Linked DNA regions of Zea mays: all the other regions are linked to region 3. A link is a contact called in public Hi-C data. All regions are on one chromosome and are shown on one strand. The core of a region is the stretch at or near the end of the contact, and the rest is flanking DNA. Distances in the headings are between cores, read along the strand shown. Region 1 holds the start of LOC100283886 (chloroplast small heat shock protein). Region 2 holds the start of LOC100304261 (Protein WVD2-like 5). Region 3 holds the start of LOC100194025 (F-box family member).

Region 1 (3,267 bases), core at 93-2,592, 150 kb after region 3:
TAGATCTAAACACGACTAGTTAGCTGTGTGCTGTACTCTTTTTTCTTATCTAGGGTTTTCTCACAAGGGTGAGTTTTTACCTAGATAGGTTTTTAATGAGTCAGCCATTGCACTAAACAGCTCAATATTAGCTATTTTAGTATATTTTAACTGTGTTTGTTAATGTCTGACTAAAATTCTGTGGTGTAGTGCTAAACGGGCCTACCGTGCCGATACAACACGGCTAAGGAGCCTTAATGTCGTGCCTGGGTTCAGGTACTAATGCCGTGCCGACACAGTACATCTAATAATCTAATAATCATGCTAAACGGGCCGTGACCTAACCGGGCCGTCTGTCCGATTGGCCATCTCTACGCATCAATGCTTCTACACAGTACGATTTTGATGGATGCTTTTATGCCGTGCTTTCGCTTTCTGTACACGATACGTATTTTATTTCCGGAGAAAATACACAACAGTCACGGGCTCACAAACAAGAAGCACTCACAAGAGTTGAGTGACACGACACGCATCACTGCACCTTCACCTCGGTGACGTTCCGCTTGCGCTCCCCGGTGCGCGGCACGGTGACGTACAGCACGCCGTCCTTCACCTCGGCGGTGATCCCCTCGGCGCGCGCGTCGTCCGGGAGCAGCAGGCTGGCGTGGTACCCGCTGGTCGACCACCACTCGCCGCCGTCGCCCTCCTCCCCGTGCTCACGCTTCTCGCCCTCGATGACCAGCACCCCGTCCTCCACGGCCACGCGCACGTCGCCCTTGCCGAGGCCCGGCACCTCGAAACGCAGCCGGTACCGCGCCTCGTCCTCGCGCACCTTCCCGGACAGCAGCCGCGACGGCGCCAGGCGCTCCAGCGGGCGGCCCAGGGTCTCCGCCACCTGCGACAGCGCGCTCCCGAGACCTGCGTGCGTCGATGCATGCACGGGCGTTAGTCACTAGTCAGTCAGGGTCCATGGCCGGCCGGCGTGGGTTGCTCAATGCGGCAGGTGCTAAGGCCGTACCGTCCACGAGGCTGAACGGGGTGAAGTCGCGGAGGTCTCGCCATGCCCAGCGGCGATTGGGGGCGGAGCGCTCCGACACGGCGACATCTCGGCGGTTTGCCTCGCCTGAGGCGGCAGAGTCGGCTGCCGAGGTTGAGAGAAGCGAGTGAAGTTTCGGATCTGTCGCCGGGGCTGCGGCGAGCGCCGGCCTCGCCAGCGCCTGCGCGCGGCCAGCGATGGCCCTGTTGAGGCACAGACGAGCTAAAGCCATATCAAAGTCTACCGCCGGAGCTACGGACTTGATTGTCGCGTCGTCGTCACTCTGCTTGGTCACCGTCCTTGTGTCCTCACTCTGTTAGTCTGTTTAGAGATGGAGATGACGATTGGTGTCCATATAAAGCGGCAGAGGCGGCCACGTACACACGCAAGCTGAGAAGGCCGGAGACGCGTCTGGAAAGGAGACGGCCTCTTCCATCACCTTCTGGGTGCGCTGAGGATCTATGGAAAGCAGATTTGAGAATGTACACAATTGATGTCTGCTTGCTTTTGCTCCCAGAATTTGACATGCAGATAACCGAGCTAGGCTCCGGTTGCTAGTGCAGGCTGCAGCCAGAGCCAGGTGTGCTCGCTGTTGCGCGAGAGTTCGATTTCCAGAATCTAACTAGCATCCCTCATCTGGGTTTTATTCTCATTAATAATAATCTGTCATCTCTTGGTTTTGTACTCAGACGAGAAGCTTAAAAAAGAATCTGACATGCCAATGTTTACGTTTGGCAAACAAAAGTAAGGTAAAATGCTTGCTCAAGTCATATGACAGCTAAAAACATCGGCTGGACTGGACCCGATTTTGGCCATCAGGCTCAAGGCAGCTCCCAGTATCTAGTTCCCTGGCATCCCTGCAGACGTTCTGATTTCTTTTACGCGAGCTAACGTGAGAGAACTGTACTCAGTATAAAACAATGAACTCCTACACTGAACGCTGTAAACACAATTACTAGTAATAAAATAACAAAGAATATTTTACATTTGCATAAGAGGGATGTCATCCTGTCTCCGAGACAGTCCACATCCATGAGGTCACAAGCTTTCGCAGCCTAGAAGTTGCGTACATTTCAGCGATTCATGACTTGAAACAGCACACTTCCAATAACCAACTCTAATCGTATAGGCCTTCCTGCTCCCAGCTGATCACGAGGAAACCCACCATTTCCTGACAGCGGACAAGCCAGGAAAATCAATGCATTGTCTAAACAGGACGCACATGTCAAATGGAAGATGTCGTGTAGCTTTTCAAGATATCTTACACCAAGAGGGATCGGTTGTGGAAATGGTTTCGAGCTCCCGAGCAGGCTCTCGTATGTAGCATTACAACTGCAGTCGCCATGCAGATAGATATTAGTTTCAAAAGGCAATCAGAAGCTATCCTAAATTTCAAAGTATTATAAACAAGATTTCTAACTGCTGGAGAGCCACTGTCAAATTACCAACATGGTAGCAAGGATATTACTATATAAATAGCATATCATCGATAACCACAATATATCACAACTTCGTGATGTTTCGAATGACAATTTAAACAGTGGATAAAACCCACGACTGGTTCATTCCCATGCATGAAGCAAAGAAGGTATTTCACGTAACTAAAAACTACTACACCAAGGAAATATTTTGGTCACTGCAAAGACAGAAAAATTCAAGACCATAGACGTTCCATAAGAAAAATTGAACTCGGAGAACTAACCTTATTTTTGGTCCTTGACTTTGTTGACCCTGAGAATTATGTCTTCGTTTTCCAATCCACTGCTGTCTAGTCTGGTGCCATAGTAGAAGACCTATGTTTGTACAAATGAGGGACATAATGTCAGGGAATGAACCATTAGTGGTTTTATTGCTTTAGCATATAAAAATGAGGCAATGAACCACCAGTGGTTCTCCCTCGGCGCCTACCCTATAGGGTTGGAATTCGGGAGCCATAAGAACAAATAGTTTACATCTGGCCATGTGTGTGACCAATTTCAGGAGTTGGCCTATACGTGAGAGACTCTCTGTCATAATATATTATTTCCTGCTATGGAAAATTGGAAACCAAAAAGGATTTAGATTGCTTATTGCTAGATTATAGACAGGTAACACTAATTAGTTACCGATTATAGGAGCATAGATGAGTTCTAAGAACTGATACTGCATACAGTCATGCTAGGTAATAATTTGCATAAAATGTCCATCGCATTGCATCTTGTAAAATTGCCAGTTTGCTGAATTTTCTGGAGCACAAACACACCATACTGAAA
Region 2 (3,291 bases), core at 65-2,564, 250 kb before region 3:
TCCGACGGTTTTTAAAAACCTTATTTTCGGCGGCTGTGTCAGTGGTCGCCGAAAACAATCTTATTTTCGGCGGCCAGGGATGTGCCGCCGAAAATAATGTAGGTCGCCGAAAATGATCCACGGTGCTGTTGTGGCGGCTCTGGGCCGAACGGTCCGCGACCTGGCGGCAGAAGCGGGTGCCTTCCATGCATGCTGTCCGGACGGTCCGAGCTCTGGGCCGAACGGTCCACGATGGCGCAGGGTCATTTTCTTCTCCTTGTATGACCTAAATCGCGCCCCACGGGATAGAGACCTTAGGGTGCTTCGGGTCAGCAAGTCACCCGGGGCATCCAGACGACGTAGAGTCGCCTAGAAATTAAGAGATCAATTTGAGAAAGATATCTTGATTGAAGTAGGTCGGCAGGCCACCCTAGGACGGATCTAGATGACGTAGAGTCGAATAGAGGTGGATATGCGGAAAGCTACAACTAAAGCTACGCTACATCTATTCCTATAGCAGGAAAAGTAAATAAAGTAGATAAGTTCGATTGGAATGTGTCCCGAGGTTCTCAATGTCGTACCCCTTTATATTTATAGGGGAGGACGTTTGGACCTTTTCCTAGGAGATAGCTAACACTCCCACATGATTAAATAGATAACCACACATGAGATAAGGATAATCTAATCGCGGGACATACGGACTGTCCGGGCCCAAGGGCTGACCGTCTACCACTTTTGGTGCTCAACAAGTAGATTCAATTTCTTCAAAATAAAGGGATCCAAACGATCACTAACTATATTTTAGAGATATTTATTTGTTGAACGATCTACTACCTCTATCTTTAAATAATAGTTACTATAACATTCATGCTCAGCAAAAAAAACCTTATATTTAACTAAAGATGGTAACTATTTTTTATTAGGCATGCTTTTTCTAGGTATACCTACATCACTACAGCAGTACTAATTTCAATAGAGAAAATTCAATATATTTTTTAGTCTTTGAACTAAAGATGATTATGCTCTATATATTATTAGAATAAAGGGATTATGTATTATAAATATTAACATTTTTTTATATATTTGTTAAATATAAAAGTAGTTAATTTCTAGAAATGAGATTCGACAACTATTTTAAAACACATGGATAAACTTTTTCACTTTAGATCACAAGCTTCATTTTCTAAGGATTTAAGCACAGGGAATCTTGAATTTAAGAACTGGAGACAAAAAGCTAAAAGGAAACACAGTATAGAAAAACAAACGGAAAAAGGAAACACTGAAAAGACAGCGGGATTGGAAACGTGTAACCACCTCCAGCCTAAACACAGTCACCACCACCTACACCCCCGTTGTCTCCTCTCCTTCCATTGCCACAGTCGGCCTTCTCCGTGGAAGCCGGCGGGCCGCCGCCTCCTTTGTCCCTGTCGTCGTGCTCTTCCGTACCGCCATTCCCTAGCACTGTCCACGGGCGAGGTAAAGAAACCATCTTTCCACCTTCTCCCACCCCCTCCGGACCCATAGGTGCCACCGGCATTTGTCTTGCGATTGCTTGGCCCAGATCTGCGTGCATTCGGCATTTCTCGTGCGTAGATCTCGCGTGTACGGTGTACCTCGTTTCCCTCGGCGGGTGGATCAGTGACGGCTTGGTCGAGATGGACGATGTGGTTGATGACATCATCTGTGGAACGGATGCGGCGGTTGCCGTCGAGGATGGGGCCAGTGGGACGCCCGCAATGCCTAGCTTAGGGTGCCAGGGTGAGGAAGAGCATAGGAAGGGCAATGAGGACAACTCAGGTGAGAGCGAGGTGATTAACCCGCCAGAAGAGGCTGGCGGGGAGGCCACCTCGCCCCTGGAAGGCAGGAAGCCTCGCCTTTCCAAGGTGAGCTCTTGACGGCGATGTCTTGTAATGTTTTTTGTGGCTATCTTCTACCTATAGGTAGTAAATGATACCATCTGCAGTTGTACTGATTACCATTTCGTTTATGATGTGATTTTAGGGGAATCAAAGCCATGTACCTAAGGCTGTCAAATCTAAGAGTCCAAGGAGTGGAGATGAAAATCAGACAAGGAGAAAAGCTCCCAACTCTTCTTTTCCTAAGGCACCCATTGTCCAGGAGTCCCATGGTGACTCTGGTGTCGGCAGTAATGTAAGCAGTTCTACATTATGATGCAGTTTGTTTCAACATCTTCACTAGTCAGTGAAAGAGCCTGTAGCCTAGTGGTTGAAAGTCCTTTAGGCCTTGTTCGTTTGTCCAGGATTCCACCTAGGAATCGTTCCAGGTGATCAAACCTTATATAAATTACATAAGCAACCTGGCCCAGAATCGTTCTAGGTCCCTTAGTAGCACCTCTAGGTCCTCGGTTCAACTCCCTGTGGAAGTGAATTTAGGCTGGTTAAAAAGACCCTCTGAGTGTTTTTCTCGGCCTGCAAGGTTGAGGTCTTCTACCTTAATAGGCTAATAGCACAGCCCTGGGCCCTGGGGAGGTCACCCCCAGTGGGTTGAACCTTTTTTTAATATATTCACTAGTTATGGATATCTAAAATCAGCTTCCTGCCCAATCTAGTCGGATCTTACATGACTTGTTTCACTTTTATCAGAAAGCTGGCAAGAATGAGTCTCACTCATCCCCAATTGATGCAGCATTGCCCGATGAGTCCAAGTAAGTTGCTTCTTTCCTTTCTATCAAGATCAGAATAACTTGGGAGAAGGAATGTATATATACTAAGTGTTTTAGTATATATGCCCACAAATCCTGGTGCACCATAGACTGGATATAAAACTATAAAGGGCGTACCCAGTGCCGTAGGCTTCCCGCACTGTGCAGGGTCTGGGGAAGGGTATCTTTAGTCGCCAAGCCTTACCTGCTTAATATGCAGAGGCTGGGGCTCGAACCCAGGACCTTCCGGTTACAGACGGTAGGCTCTACCGCTGCACCAGGCTGCCCTTCACTGGATATAAAACTATGACTACTCTAAAATCATCTTATACGGCTATATATTTGAAGAGTCACTTATGCTATTTATACTTAACTCCAATCCAGGGAGAAAAGGAAAACTCAAAAGCCACCAGCACAGCTCTCTTCCATCAAAAGAGATGAAGAACAGTCAAATGGTGAGAGTGCAAAGCCTCGAAAAGTTGGAAGCACGCCATCATATGGTTTCACCTTCAAGTGTGATGAGAGATCTGAAAAAAGACGAGAGGTAAACTGTGTTTAGCTGTTTTATTTTCTGATTCCATTTTGAAATATGTATGTTGACAATTTTGTTTACCCAATTCTGCAATCAAACAGTTCTATTCGAAGCTTGA
Region 3 (3,161 bases), core at 383-2,882:
CAGTTGAGGAAAGCAAGAATACCAACAAGAGTAACACGGTTGCATTCCTCAAGCTGTAAGTTCTCAAACACCTTTGCTGATTCTGTGAAGGCCTTAAGGCCAGCATCCGACACATGTCCGCACTTCCTCAGGTAAAGCTTCTTCAAGCTTGGGCAGAACTTGGCAATAGAAGCGAGCGCAAGATCAGTGACTCCAGGGCAAGAGGTAACACTCATGCACCTGAGATTCTGCAGGCCAGCAGCATTAGCCATCACCCAGAAACCCCTCTCACCAACAGTAGCAAGACGAGTAAGTGAAAGGTCAGTGATGGCCTTCCCGTAGTATCCAATCACAGCAAGTGAAGCATCAGTTATGTTCAGTCCCTGGAGCCGGATCTTAGCAAGCGAAGCAGTGGCAGAGCACACCAGGCTGGAGATGCCTTGGTCACCAACAAGAGGACAGTTCTTGATGTTCACAGCTTGCAGTTTCATGCAGCTGCGGCCAATTGCCCTCAAGCCCTCATCGCCAACACTAGAGCATGCCTCGATGGTCAGAGACACCAAGTCGGGGCACCCCTGCGCAAAAGCGGCGAGGCCCTTGTCTGTGATGAGGGGGCATCGAGAAATATCCAGACGCTCCAGCAAGGGGCACCCGGCGGCGATCTCCACAAGTCCAGCGTCGGTGATAAGAGGCACGTCCCAGAGCGCGAGCGAGCTGAGGTTGGGGCTGCCGCGTGCAACCGCCGAGAGTCCTTGGTCTGTGACGCCACGGGCCGGGTGGCTTCCACGGACGGAGAGCTTCTCCAGCCCGCCACAGGATCCGGCGACGACGGCCATGGCGGCCAGGCGGACGTCGGTGGCCTCCTTGCCCTCGAGGACCCTGTCAACGCACCGATCCGCGGGGACCTCCTCCTTATCCTCCTCCATGACGAACTCCTCGTTCAGGTCCGGCAGCGACGGGGTGTCCGCCGCCGCGGCGGCCTGGCCGAACTCGGAGACCCGGATGCTGCCGAGGAGCGCGAGCCAGCGGCGGGAGACGCAGGCAGCGGCGCCGCGACGGCCGGGCACGCGGCGCAGGATCTCGAAGAGGCACTCGTCCGGGAGCGCGTCGAGCGACGGAAGCTGCCTCTGCTTCTTGGCCGCCCTCACGCACTCCGCGGCCGCGGCGGCCACAGCGGACGCGGCCACTAGCGTGCGCTTCCGCTGCTGCACGGCGCCGCGGCAGAAGAGTCCGGCCAGCTCAGCCGGCGCCGAGACGAGGCACCCGTCATCTGGTCCATCCAAGAAGCAACCAATTAACCATCAGAACGGGATGCCACACGTAATCCCTCCCTCCCAGCGTAAAATCTCAAATCGATCGACAGAGCTCCTAAGAAAAGAAGAATAAAGAGGATGTTTTTCGCCCTCACCTCCGTAAGCGTAGAGCGCAGGCATGTCTCCGAGTCACCCAACACCGAAGCGACCCCTTCCCCTCCCACTCGAATCAAGACCAGAAGAACGAGCACCACCGGATCTGAGGCACCGAAGAGGGCCGGAAGCATTTACAGCCCGCCGGAGCAAGGAAAACGGAACCCTGTCGCCGCCGGCGACAGGGAAAAAAGGAAGCGAAGGAAGGAGGGGGAACCTCGGTGGGGAGAGGGGAGGAGACCGACCTAGGGGAGGAAAAGAAGACGGCGAAGAGATGGGAGAGGAATATAGGGGGTAGAGAGAGAAAAGGGTGGTTGGCAGCTTGGCCCGCTTGCGTGTGGCACTGTGGCCGCGGCCTGGCGGAGCGGATGAATCCGGATCGGGGAAAGGAGAGCGCGCACCCTTGTCCCTTGGTGCGCCCAAGGGACGTGGCGGGGGCCTCGGCGTCGCGTGCCCCTCGACACCCGTGGCGCCAAGTTGCATTGCACCGCACGCGGCGAGCTGGATTCATTGAACCTCCGCGCTGGACAGGTACGGCCGTACGGCGTAGAGCGGGGTCGTTTGGATGGAAGCAGATGAAAGTGGTAATAGAACCGCTAGATAAATTTAATATTTTAAAATAAATATTCATAAAATTTTATGTTGATTTTTATTATACTATCAAGCTCATTATTATAAATAAGAATAAAATATTGTATAAATTGTTTTATGTGTTATTTACTTCCTACAATAAAAATATAAAAAATTTGTCGAATTTGTTTTTAAATCCATACCAAATTTTATTTATACCTATCATTTGAGAAGATATAAGATGAATTTAAGGTTTACCTTTTATAAATCTTTACAATCTCAATGTTAAAAATAAGAATACACATTTATATGGTAGATTTTATATCCTATTTATTTGCAATCAAAGAAAAACGACCAAAAAACTGATTACCGAATAAATATTGTTTCCGATTGTTTTCATCCCTTACTAGATACAGATGTACAGGATGTCTTCATTGGATCATACAAAGCATTATTTTACACTATATATTACATTATTTATAGAGTAAATTTTAAAATGAGAGATATAATAGAAGATATGATAAGTAATCTGCTCGAGACAGTCTAAACACTAATCAAGACTACATCTCTTTTCTTCTCTTCTCTATCTTTACTCCTATAAAGTATCAGTTTTCCTAGTTTTCATTGTCGTCCCTTTAAAAAATATTTATGTTTTTTTTCTAATCTAACTCGCGGTCCACTGTCATCGTGTGTCGTTACCTCCTAGATAAAACAAGAGAAAACACAAAACCCAACATAACGCAAAACTGCACGGAGCGCAGCACTCCTGAATAGTATCATATGTCCACCTCGCTAGATGAAGTAGGACGAACGATCGAGTTAGCTATAAACCTGGTTTCCACTGTCACCCCTTTTGCAAAAAAAGTCATTATACTTCTTTTTAATCTAACCTGGGATCCACGCTCATCGTGTGTTGTCATAAGGCCATGAGAAATCGTCCAAGCACAACACGACATGAAGCCACACGTAGCACAATGCTCTCGGGTAGTACCACCTTACTAGCTGAAGAAGGATAAGCGACCGAGTTAGCTATAAAAAAGGGGCATGTCAGATATTCAACTAATATCTTTCTCGGACTTTTAGCTAAGATAAAGTACAATATTTAATATCTAGTATGTGAGTCATATGTCCACTTTAATTTTAAACTTATTTTTTGTAGGGAGGGTCCACTTTAGTTTTAAATTTTTTTATAGAGAGGGTCCATCA

What was found. Hi-C and Micro-C count contacts between places; a contact is called where the count stands out from the background.
Region 1: a Hi-C map of leaf shows a contact between it and region 3, with 6 times the contacts expected there. The contact joins the promoter of LOC100283886 here to the promoter of LOC100194025 in region 3. A contact is called at or near these places in 10 of 25 Hi-C or Micro-C datasets (bundle sheath, ear, endosperm and 2 more) and 1 of 3 datasets of contacts at active chromatin or transcription factors (leaf).
Region 2: a Hi-C map of bundle sheath shows a contact between it and region 3, with 3 times the contacts expected there. The contact joins the promoter of LOC100304261 here to the promoter of LOC100194025 in region 3. A contact is called at or near these places in 7 of 25 Hi-C or Micro-C datasets (bundle sheath, ear, endosperm and 2 more).

What each region holds. Positions count from the first base shown.
Region 1 is chr5:117,984,800-117,988,066 of Zm-B73-REFERENCE-NAM-5.0, reverse strand. It overlaps LOC100283886 (chloroplast small heat shock protein), which reads right to left and starts at 1,342. Exons shown (of 2, transcript NM_001156784.2): 1 at 998-1,342; 2 at 387-897. The coding sequence starts at 1,247. The coding sequence ends at 512. It overlaps LOC100216795, which reads right to left. Exons shown (of 5, transcript NM_001143194.1): 3 at 2,718-2,808; 4 at 2,281-2,347; 5 at 1,756-2,186. The coding sequence ends at 2,133.
Region 2 is chr5:118,382,392-118,385,682 of Zm-B73-REFERENCE-NAM-5.0, reverse strand. It overlaps LOC100304261 (Protein WVD2-like 5), which reads left to right and starts at 1,314. Exons shown (of 7, transcript NM_001326605.1): 1 at 1,314-1,862; 2 at 1,981-2,130; 3 at 2,583-2,644; 4 at 3,026-3,185; 5 at 3,275-3,291. The coding sequence starts at 1,635.
Region 3 is chr5:118,134,857-118,138,017 of Zm-B73-REFERENCE-NAM-5.0, reverse strand. It overlaps LOC100194025 (F-box family member), which reads right to left and starts at 1,632. Exons shown (of 2, transcript NM_001139088.2): 1 at 1,388-1,632; 2 at 1-1,249. The coding sequence starts at 1,412.